Linked DNA regions of Anas platyrhynchos: region 1 is linked to region 2. A link is a contact called in public Hi-C data. All regions are on one chromosome and are shown on one strand. Each heading gives the region's core, a stretch centred on a gene start, on an enhancer-like site or on the middle of the called end of the contact. The rest is flanking DNA. Distances are from core to core; before and after follow the strand shown.

Evidence for each region. Hi-C and Micro-C count contacts between places; a contact is called where the count stands out from the background.
Region 1: a Hi-C map of small yellow follicle shows a contact between it and region 2, with 3 times the contacts expected there. The contact joins two enhancer-like sites. A contact is called at or near these places in 2 of 8 Hi-C or Micro-C datasets (F5 follicle and small yellow follicle).

Annotation. Positions count from the first base shown.
Region 1 is chr1:150,396,612-150,402,525 of IASCAAS_PekinDuck_T2T, reverse strand. No RefSeq gene overlaps it. Among named protein-coding and RNA genes, the nearest start is that of ERCC5, 47 kb to the left of the region's middle. Within about 2 kb of position 1,470, at least 4 of the 8 cell types and tissues checked have an H3K27ac peak or open chromatin away from gene starts, as enhancers often do. A contact at or near this core is called in F5 follicle and small yellow follicle, where this site is marked.
Region 2 is chr1:150,148,150-150,154,242 of IASCAAS_PekinDuck_T2T, reverse strand. No RefSeq gene overlaps it. Among named protein-coding and RNA genes, the nearest start is that of SLC10A2, 190 kb to the left of the region's middle. Within about 2 kb of position 3,867, at least 3 of the 8 cell types and tissues checked have an H3K27ac peak or open chromatin away from gene starts, as enhancers often do. A contact at or near this core is called in F5 follicle and small yellow follicle, where this site is marked.

The sequences.
Region 1 (5,914 bases), core at 221-2,720, 250 kb before region 2:
TCCCAGCTAATTCTAATTAGGAAAATGCAGTGTGAAGAAATGTGTTGGACAAGCTGTGCAAAAGGATGCAGAAATAAGTAATTATATAGAAATTATGGCTGAATGATGTAAAATAGCTCAGCAGTATTCACTACTTGTTTTCAGCCTACTGTCCATTTTTCAGTGAACTCATAATAGGTAGCCCTTTTAGTAGCTATAGCAGTTGAATAATACAAGTAGCAAAAAATCATATAAGAAAAAGTGTCTGACACAATCTGTGAAGAGAAATCTACCTTTTAATGAGTTTTAATGATCCTTTTAAGGATCCCCATTTTTAATCTCAACACTGCCTATATGGAAAAGGTGTAGGTTATCTGTGAATTATCTGCAATTTTGTCAGGAAGAACAACAATCGGGTACATCTATAGTTGTTGGTCTCACATCAACATCAAACACAGAAATTCTGTTTCTACCCTTTGCCCACAAATGAACTTGGTCCTCATTTTTTTTTTTTTTTTTTAATATATATATTTTTTTCCTCACAGCCTGTAGTGGTTGGGGACTCCTAGGTCTTTGGGGTCTGCCCTATGACTCTTCTGTTTCTGGATATGGAGAAGTTCAGCCTCAAAAACAAATTGGAAATCATTCCCTCCTAGCTCCAGGTTGAGAAGAGAACTTGAACTTGAGTCTCCATCTTCTCAAATAAGTGCTGTGGCTGCTAGGCACTTACTTAAAATTGTGCGCCACCACTTCCAGTCTGAATCAAGAGACATTTTCTGTTACTTTCAGTGGGAGAAGCAGATACCTAATTTAAGCAGACTAGATCATTGCTGAGGTGTGGAAGTTTTGTGTAATATAAATGAAGAGATGGAAGCATAGATGTTAAGTGCTTCTGAAGATTCAGCAGATCGCTGGAGGCATTGCCTTTCTGTTAATTTTCTGGGGTGTCTCAGTAATAATAATGAAGGGTCTGGATTTATGCTTGCTCCTTCAGGCAAGCACCTAATATTGCAGGGAGGTAATGTTTAAGTCGAGCATTTAAAATAGGAGAACTGTACTTCTTATATACCTAAGTGTTTCTGTTAGATCTCTCTTAGTCCTTAGAAGAATTTACTGCATAGGTCAATTTTGATAATTAGCATTTATTTCCAGAGGATTTATCTCCAGGCAGTGTAGCACTTCTCAGACAAGCCTCTGGTATCAGAGAGAGTTCAGTCTGCTGGGGTTGGCTGGCCAAGTACCAGGTCACCACAGGAGATGCAAATTCCTTATGCTTATGAGGATCATCCCTTGAAGCTGTGGCTGTTCTAGAAAGATGCAGATACCAACAACTCTGTTGTTAAAGCATCCTTGAAACCTGACGTACATTTGGCAGCTGATGCTCCTGATATCAACACAGCTCTGTTTTTTTCCTAGCATACAGACAAGTGTTTTGACTACTAAGCAATGTTTGTGAGACTTTCACTGCATAACATATAGGCTTTGGTTATATGGCAATTGCTGATTAACTTAGTATCACATGCAGGGCTGCAAGCTCCATTAGATGCAGACAGTAACTTCAGTCTGCATATTTTCTCCTACTGTGATTCCTAAGAAATTTTCTTATCTGAATACTTCAGGTCTTCAAAGGGAAGTGTGAAGCTAATCACTTCTTTTTTTTTTCAAGAAGTGACTTGTTTAATTTTCACATGACAGAGGTGTGTACTACCCAGAAAACTTTCTCTCACTGTTTATATCTCCAGACATCCTTATTTCACTTCAGCCGTCCTGATCCTTCGACCATCTTTTTTTTTTTTTTTAATTAATATTATTTTTTTTTCCCAGTTTTTATTGTTTTCAGGTTTCCTTATCTTTGTCTTCCTGAAATGATGAAGTTCCCACAGGCACTCAAACTGGTGTGTTGCCTGAGCAACAAGTAATCTCAATCCAAGTAAGCACTTTAGCATATCAAGAGCTGTTAACACTATCTTTTCTTTCTGACAACAGAATCCTATGTGATACACTTTTCAGAGTGCAATGCCTAAGAACGAATTATCACAGACAAAAGCTACACTTGGTGTAGTATCTCAGGGTTACACAGTGCCATTTGTGTCTCTGCTGAATCCAAAACTCTATTCCACATTCTCATTTTACCCTAGGGATAATTCTGAGAACTCTATACAACAGGAGGGCAATGCCTGCCTTGGTGTGCAAGAAGTCTCACTTGATCTTGTCTGTTTGGACTTCATGTCTCTCTCTTTTGCTGCTCCTTGCCATCCAGGTTGACAGTGGCAGGTGCCTCTCTCTTCAGCCAGAAATTTACTTCCAACCCACTAATGGCCTCTGCTCTCCTGTGAAATACAATCCTCATGTGAATGTGCTGAAGTGTGGGGAAGTAAGAAATGGGAATCGGGCCATCTTTTGCATGTTCAGGGCCACCTTGTGTCAACAGAGATCCAGAGCAACACCGCGGTGTGTGTAGTCCTTCCCTCTCAGAAGGCAGGCTTCTCTGGCCATGCAGGGAACCAATGCACGTAGTGGGCTCTGTCAGGGTTTGGGCAACTTTAGTACCTGCCTTTTGGGAATTTGCAGGCTGCTACTTGGAACTTTGTAATATTGCTGAAGCTTCCCAGTTTGATGCTGCCTCTGTTACATTCGTCCTTCAGTGCTTTATTCAGCCAGGAACTCCCTCATGTCTCAGGTGTGTGCGTAGTTGAACCTACAGGCTTTGTGGTGTGTGTGCACCAATGTCACTCTAAATGGCAGGGGCTGTTAACAGAATAGGGTTTGTCATACAGCAGTCTATATAACGGACTACACAGTTGTATTCCTTCTCCCACAAAAAACTCTTCAATACATCATGAAAAGGTTCACCACCTGAGCACCTGTTGCACTCATCAGAATCTGAAACACAAAACAATTTTTAAATTGTAGTATCATAAAGCATCTGAAGATGCTTAGTGTAGACATTTCTGCATTATTCTTCTGCCATGTATTAGCTGCACATTCTTCAACTTGAATTTTGATTTTCACTATTTTACAGTTTGATGAATTTTGACAGTTTTTTATGCTTTTCGTCTTTGATAAGGGACATGAAATCTGTCACTAAACTCTAAGGGAAGAGATGCTGCTGGAAGAATTTATGGGTAGATAAACATACCTTGTTTAATTAAAGGCTAAAGAAATGGCTAGATATTTTTTTTTTTTTAACTTATTTCTTGCTACTTAATTCGGGACAACATATTCAGTCTTCAGCTTTGACCCAAGAGTAGATGGATTCAATTTCTGTCTTCATTTCCAGACCCATCTGTCACACGTAGATAATAATACGGGGCAGTTTTTCCCTTTCTTAGCTTAGAAACGTGAAAAGCTCACAGTGGCCACAGGAGGTCACTGTAGCTCTACAAAAAGGAGAGAGCTATTAGCGACCGACAAGGAAAGGGTTTGGAGATCGAGTGTTCTGGGATTTTGTATGTTTACGGTGTGAAATCAGTGGGATAAAAACAATAAAATCCTACTGCAAAACGTGACATATTTTGGCACTTAAAAAAAAACACTGTGCATATTTTAGAGTTTATTTTGAGCAAATAGTGTAGGAGTCCACTTCCCCTTGTGCTGTAGCGATTTCAAGTGCTCAGTGTGCAAGAGGAGGGTCTGTGCTAGTGTCTATTCCTGCTCCTTTGCATAGAGAAGGAAATTTCATATTAATAAATATTTCCACCTCATTGCAACTGCTGTCTGAAGCCTCTACTTCTATTAGCCGGCCACCTTTCTCTTTGGAAGACCTATGTTTTAAGATGTAGGAAATGTAGATTACTGTTTTTTGGAGGGAATTCCCTGAAATTTCGCATTTGTCCTTCTCTGTCCTCGGCAGACAGTAAAGTGCAGTATGTACCCTTCAGCAGGCATCTGACATGCTCAGCTCACAGCAAGCCCTGCTGCACCCAGGCTCCTGGGGCAAGACACAATAGCAGCTTTTGTTACTCTTGATCACCGATGCATAAGGAACACAGTAACTGGCTATAGCTATGCTGTCACTGAGCTGCCTTAACTTAACCTTATTACCTGCTGCACGTATAACAGGGGCGCCTGGGAAGGCTGCAAAACCTATCTGAAAAGGTGGTTAGACTTTCTGGCCTTCATCCTGCCCTGAGCACCCTGCTGCAGCAGCAGTCCTGCCATCAGCAGTTGAGCCAGCCAGCTTAGAGCCAGCTCAGGAATGCTGAAATTTTGGCGGTGATGCACAAAGCACTTTCCTGCAGCAAAGCACTTTAGCATATGCTCATGCTCAGGCATAGCTGTGTCCCTGACTTCAAATGGTGCATAAGAAATGGAGAATGTAAAAACTTTTTATAAGATGCAGAATCTGTTAAGTTTTTGTACCAGAGTGCTTATGAAACATCCTGTTTCTTATACTCTAATAGCTGCTCCTTGGAGCTCTTTCACAGGAAGGCACAGATTTGCCTCAAAAAAGCCTTCAACTAAAGACATATAGCATATGAAGAGTACAAGTGAGGAAAAATGTAGAGGGACCTGCCTGCATGTACATCTACTGATCTACATTTGCTAAAACATCTGCCTACCTAAGCTACAAGCCTGGTCGTCTCAGCATCCTTTTGTAGTTTAGCTCTGAGGGGATTCTCTTCTTCTGTCTCCTTTGAACTGTGCATAAGAAGGCAGAAGTGAGTGAGGGCTGACACCTTGCTGGTACAGAAGTACTCACCTTTAGGAGACAGTCATCCCCAGTGATGAGCACCACGAGCTGTGCAATCAGCAGCATGAGGGAGGTGGCTTGCAGCAATCTGCCTCATCCACTGGGAACTGGCTTGTAAATTAGGTGTGTGGGCAAACCAATGGAAGGAAAGGTCATAAAATGGTGCATTTCAGAGAGAAGCCACAGTCTCTCATCTTTTCCTGAGGGAGATCATAGCAATCCAGCCTAATAAAGAAAAATAACAATAATACAAGTGTGGCAACTATGCTTGGAAGATTAGCATATTGTGGGTTAAGGTAAAAGACAACTAAATCCTACAGTGGAAACCTGTTGACTCATCTGCCTGCACAGATACTTAGCCTGCATACAGTCAGTGTGAATCACGCAGCGAACAACAGCCCTATGAGGTATCTGGGGTAGGCAGCTGATCTGCCTGTGACTGTTCTGCAGCTGCTGGTTTTATGTCTGCATCACAGCATATCTCCATAAAGAGGCCATGAATTTGGAAAGAGTTTATGATTTCAGTATTTCCATTTCAGGTGGTGCATTGCCTGTTGAGAGAATGTCCAAAAGGTGGCTAAGCCTCTTTGTTTCCAGTTAGATATGTTCAGATTGATTGTGAATGGGGGTTTCATGAGTGTCCTGTTGACCACTCCCCTAGGAGTAATGCCATGTAGGCCACATATTTTTAAGGCTGAAGTTATCTGCTAGGGTTGTTTGGTGTCCTCATGGACTCCCACAATATGCCTTCCTCAACTAAGGAGCTGTTAGTACATGTATATTGACACATTTCATTTTCCTATGCATGTAAATGAGATCAATACATCTTTAGAATTGAATACTGAGCTAGAGTTTGAAGGAGGATAGAGATAAGTTATTCCAGAACAGTTCATTGCATGTGTCCCAACACATACAAAAGATAAAAATGCCTTAGGAGGGCACATTTTAGGGGCATCAGGGCAAAATGGGAAAACGGGGGAATGAGCTCCTGGTTCGTATCATTGCTGGGCAATGGCAACATAACCCATAGAGATCCTTTGGCACAAAGGAGTTACTAAATTCCTGCCTGCCACAATGCTTGTCCTGACAGGATTATAGACAGAAGGGAGAGGCTGGTACAAAGGACACTACGTGAGGGTCAAGGTATGTGCTCTGCTGCTTCCAGCTGGCAGGAACTGGAGAGGTTTAAATGCTGACTTTGAAGTTTGATCTGATTTACTAGTCTTCTGAGTTTGTTCCTTT
Region 2 (6,093 bases), core at 2,618-5,117:
CATGGACTCAGTCCATGTCTGAGCTTCCCAGTACAAGAGAGAAATGGACATACAGGTTTGAGTCTTGTGAAGTACGGTGAAGATGTTGAAGGGGCTAGAGCATCTGTCATGCAAGACTGAGAGAAGTGGGACTCTTCAACCTGGAGGAAAGGTTGAAGGAGGAAAGGCTCAGGGGCATGTTAAAAATGTGCACAAATATCTAATGGGGGAGAGCAAAGAAGTTGGAGCCAGACTGGCTCAGCTGTTACTAGTGACAGGACAAGGGGAAATAAACGCGAACTAAAATATAGGAAATTCCATTCCTTCCAATCTCAACCACTCTATATGAATCTGTATGTTGGGGAAGAGGCATCACCTCATCTCTTTTTCTTTCTTAGTTCTCCCTTCAGGATGATTTCAGGCACAGGTGTTGGAGTTTAAACAGTTGTGGTGGTTTTACTCAGCTGGGCAGTTGAGCTCCACCACAAGTGCTCCATCACTCCCCCTCCTCAAAGGGAAAGGGGGAGAAAATAAGATGAGAAGGCCTCAAGGGTTGAGATAAGGACAGGGAGATCACTCACCATTTAGTGTTACAGGCAAAACAGACTCAGAATGGGGAGATTAATATAATTTATTGCCTATCACTAGCAGACTAGAACAGTGAGAAACTAGAAGCATCACCCATCCACTCTCTACTATGTTCTCCCCCTGAGCAGCACAGGGGAACAGGGAATGGAGAATGGGGTCAGTCCCTAATGCTTTGTCTCCACCACTTTGCAGCAGCTCTTCCAGCACTGCTCCCACTTGGCTTCGTACCACGGGGTCCACCCCCCAGGAGCAAATTGTTCCAGCACGGGTTCCCCCATGGACGGTAGCTCCCCCCAGGCCCCCTGCTCCTGCGTGGGCTCCTCTCCACGGGCTGCAGCTCTTGCCCTGGGGCCTGCTCCTCTCCATGGGCCACAGCCTCCTCCAGGCCACATCCACCTGCTCCACCACGGGCTGCAGCATGGAGATCGGCTCCATGTGGGACCTGTGGGCTGCAGGGGGACAGCCTGCTCTACTAGGGTCCTCTCCACAGGCTGCAGGGGAACTGCTGCTCCATGCCTGGAGCACCTCCTGCTGCATTGACCTTGGGGGCTGCACGGCTTGTTCTCACTCCTGTATCTCCCAGTTGCTGTTGCGCAGCAGTTTTTTCCCTGAATAGGCTCTCACAGAGGCACAAACAACATCACTTACTGGCTTTTCCCAGGCCAGTGACAGTGGATCCCTTTTGGAGCCAGCTGAAAGTGGTGCTTATCTAACATGGGGCACTTAGGTGTTTTGTCTGTTATGGGGCTGCCCAATAATGAAGTGAAGGAGAAAGAGAAAGAGAAGAGAATGGGGATTTGGTTTCTGAGCAAAGATATGTGTGAAAGCCATCTTTAACTAGTTAGGCAAATATGGTCAAGCCACAAACAGTGGAAGTTCATATAGTCTTGATATAGTCTTAGTCTTTAGTATACAGCAGTCCCAAGGTGCAAACCCTTACAGTTGAAAAAATCCACACTTGTATTTCTCAAGCATGAGAACATAAGATATTGAGAAAAAGCATGTGACCAATTTATAGGCCTAAAAGGGGGGCATGGCATATTAGGGAGAGTTTAGTTTTCAGCCACAGGGTTCTGCCTGGAGACAACAGCTGGAGATGTCCTGAGCAGGATCACATTTTGAGTGGCAAGGCTATTTCATCCTTCAGGGGAGGAAAAAGGGATCTAATCCTTTGCTGATACCAAATTGTGAATGTGTTAAGCAGAGTGGAAAGACTGAGAGACAGGATATTCCAGGACTGGTGCATGAGCGTTAAAAAAGTCTGCAGAAGAAGGTCTGATTAATTACAAGAGGAAAGGAGAAGGTATGAAAAGAAAGAGGGTAGAAGCACTTGCTACAATTACTAATGTGGAAACTTCTAAAACATTAGGCTGGCAAACAGATTATGGCACAATCTTTAGACAAAGGCAAGATTTGAGTTGTGCAGTAAAAGAACCATAAATAAGAAAGCAGAGTTTTGTTTGTTTGTTTGTTTGTTTGTTTGTTTTAAATAGTAAAAAATAAGGACATAGTAGTTAAAGGTGGCCTGCAGACATTTGAACTGTATAACATTTTTGAAGTTCTTGCAACAGGAAAATATCTCACTGTCTTGAACAAACGGGACCAGAAAGAGGGACATGTTTGTGAATGACAGGCACTTGTATTAGAGAATACCTGAGCTGCAGTCTATCTTAGGGGTTCAGTCAAGTTAATAAGGAATTACATTCTTTTTTTTTTTTTTTTTTCTTTCATATTTTTATATTTATATTGAGTTTGTGTAAGCTGCTTCAGTTGCCCAGGAACAAGGAGAACCTTGGGCTCTGGTTGGAGAAAATAATTTTAAATTCTTGTTTCCATTGCTATGTCTCCATAGAAGGATTATTAGTTTGTGGACAGAAAAATGTTCTGCTAGAAAACAGCTTTGGGTTAAACCTCCCGGGAACACCCTTACTCCTGAGGTCTTTGTGTTTAAGGGAGACATACCTGGAATCAACTGTCAGTGGCTTTGTCCCTTCAGATCCTGCCTTTTATTTCACAATATTTTCTTGAAACAGAGATAACATTTATGAAACAGTTTGTGCTCATCAAACACATTTTCAAAGAAAATGTCACCTGGTAGAGTACATTGATCAGTTCTGTTTGGGGTCAGTAATGAAGTGATCAAAATCAGAAAGTGTTCCACAGCACAAGAATGATGATCAGAGAGTTTATTAACGTAGACGATTTTAACATATAGTCTGGGACTTTAAGTACGTGTAAAAACTTGGACCAAAACACTTGATTATATTTTATGGAGTAACTTAGAAGTTGAAACCTGTTAATAGATGGAGAATCAAGGACTTCTAAAGGTATGCCCTTTTTCATGAACAAATTACAGGTATTTTTGATAGAGATCACTGTTTTTAAGCTGTATGGACCAGTGGAGAAACATCTTACCTGTAGAGATGTGGGGTCTGTCAACAGGCAAAATGTGGGTATCCCAATTAAACAATAAAAGCTTTGAATTCTGTAGTGGAAAATTGAGCAAAAGTTGAGAAAATCTTGCCAAAAGACAAACATTTTCTTTGACTTCTTCTTAGAATAACACAGAGATACTGATTTCTGACTGGGTTACTGGTAGCCCCTGGGATGGTTTCTCAGTCATACAACTCCAGTTAGGAGAAGAAAACACTGTTTTATGGAAGAAATAGATTCAGAATTTTGTCATTCCTGGGAGAAAAGTGGAGACTGTCTAAGGAGAGCTTGGTGGCCTTTCCATATTCCTTTTGGGGAATACATTAGTATTTACTCCTTTGAGTAATCTCCATGGCTGCCTGAGAAATATGGAGTATATGGCATTCAGGGGAAACTTAAAAGCAAATGAAGGATAAAACTAAATTTGCAAAGTCCTTGATGATAAAAAGCTGTGCAGCTTCTCTTTTTTATTTGTAGGATATAAAGCAAAGAGAACAAAGAGGGACATAGTAGCACTGTGCCATCACAGCTGGGGGTAGGCCTGGTGGGGACCTGCTGGCAAATTACAGGTAGCTCAGGAAAGATAAAAAAAAAAAAAAGCTCTTTTAGGAATAAAACATTCTTCTTGTTCCACAGCTTTTTAAAAGAACTGAATGCAGGTTTTCAAGCTTTGGCAAACGAGAAACAGGACTTGTTTGAGAGACAGAAAAGATGGATGTGGGTATAGCTTTTCTATCAGTGAGAAAGGGAACTTCCCCTGGGGCTGGGGTGATGACTGAAGAATTTTATCAGAGGTTCATTGATTCCCTTTCTGTGGTGTTTTCAAGGACTTTCAATGACGTCTTGAGTGAAAGAACATTAGGATCCTTGCCATATAAAGTCCTTTGCATTACTGTGGTAGAAGTTAAGGTTTAGAGAGTACCAGAGAGTGGAGACTTATCGTCTTTTTGAAACTGATTACAAAATTTTGATTCTATTTCAGCTAAGAGACTGGAAAATACCAAGGAAATTATTATGTCTCCGTCTCTGTAATATCTTTGAAGGTCACATACTGGCAAGCACTTTATGCAGTTTGTAGGAATTATTTAAAATTGCAGAAGACAAAAATGTACTAGCCTTGAATCTAGTCAAGGGTTTTAGATGGAGTGAAAATTATCTTACATATCTCAAGACTATATTGTTCTATAGTTTGTTAACTTGCATTGCAAACACCTCATGGATAATTAAACGTGTTCCACCCCATTTTTGGTATTTTTCTTTGATTCTTTTGTTGCATGGGAAGAAATGATTTAAGAGTGTTCTATTGCTCAGCAGAAGTGAGATATAGTAATTTTGTAATGTCCCTGAAAGTTGTCACATTTAAAAATGATGTTATGATACTTGTATGTTATGCAAGGTAGTCAAATCTATGTATATGTGTAGATGTATACGTACATATATATATATATATCATTTTTTGACATTAACATTGATACATTCATTGTACGGAGAAAAAGCAATGGTGAATAAATGCATGACATCAGGGTGTTGATTGGGATACTCCTATGCAACTCCAAAGGCCTTACAGATCAGATGAATCTTTTGTGGAACTGGGAAAAGCTTTTTTTTTTTTTTCTTTTTCTCTGCCAGGTAAAAGTGATGAAGTGGAATAGATGAGCTTTGACTTTGGCAGTAAAGGGGATGCTAATTAAACACTTTCCTCTCACATTTTGCATTTGGGTGACATATGTGTATCCTCCCTTTGCAGATTCTTGTATTAAAGAGTTGGAGTTACTCCAGATGCTTTGGAGCAAGAAATGCAACTTTGTAAAGAAGTAGTGATCTTAACACTTATGTTTGGTAGATAAGGTTTCTCTCTGTTTTACCTTGCTGACCATAACAGAAAATAAGCCTCTTTAGTGCAAAGAGAGGTAGCTGAGTTATGTAGCCTGTACCTCATCCATCACCTGTTTTTCAGTTATGGAAGGGTTAGAGACAGGGTGTGCAAGTATCTTCTTGATGATCCTCTTTGCTTTTGTAATCTTCAGCACTCTTGCATAACTAAAAATCTTGGCATTTGTAGAATTTGTTTCTGACATTCTTACAGCTAATGCCACAGGTTTTATTGCTAATTGGATATGTGAAAATGGCACAAAGCTTCACCAGGGGTGGTGCAGACTGGACATTTGGAAATTTTTTTTTTCCTGTGAGGGTGGTCAAATACCAGAACAGGCTTCCTAAAGATGGTGGTTGATTCCTCATGCCTGTGAAAGAGGAATTTGGGCAACACCCTCAATAAAACGTTTTAATTTTCGTTTTGTCCTGAAAAAGTCAGGCAATTGAACTACATGATCTTTGAAGGTCCCTTCCAACCAAGCTGTTCTGTTCTATGCTGTTCTAACTTCATGTTTTTCTTAAAATATTGTTATCATTGCCAGAAAATTCAGAAAAGGATTGGTAAGTAAACTCTGGATTACTTGTCTATGGAAATTCCCAGAAATCAAAATTTTCAACTTTAAAAACTAGGAGTAAGAAAGATATGTGTGCTTTCCTGTTATTCAGCTACTTGATTTGTTTGTTCCATTTTGAAGTCTCAGTAGTACATTTGGGGGGGAGGGGAGATGAAAAGGGATAGATGTCCATTCAAGTACAGTCAAAGGTCTGGTAGTGACAATTACCATTTGTATGCGACATGGAATGTCCTTCATAGTGGCTTTGGTATCTTTCTTTGAAAGAATCTGAAACATTCTGGTTTTGTCTTAAATCAGTGTTCATATTTTGAAGTTTTGTTGATCAGAGAGAATGGAGCAGATGCTCCTAGAAACTAACCTAAAGCACATGGAAAATATGGGGGTGATTGGTGACAGCCAACATAACTTCACTAAGGGCAGATTGTGCCTGACAAATCTGGTGACCTTCTACAAGGGAGCTGCAAGATAGGGGAAGAGCAACTGACATGATCTACCCAGATTAGTGCAAAGCATTTGGCACTGTCCCACACAATATCCTTGTCTCTAAACTAGAGACATTCATTTGATGGATGGACCACTCAGAATTGGCTGGATGGTCACACTCAAAGAATTACAATCAACGGCTCAACGCCCAAGTGGAGAT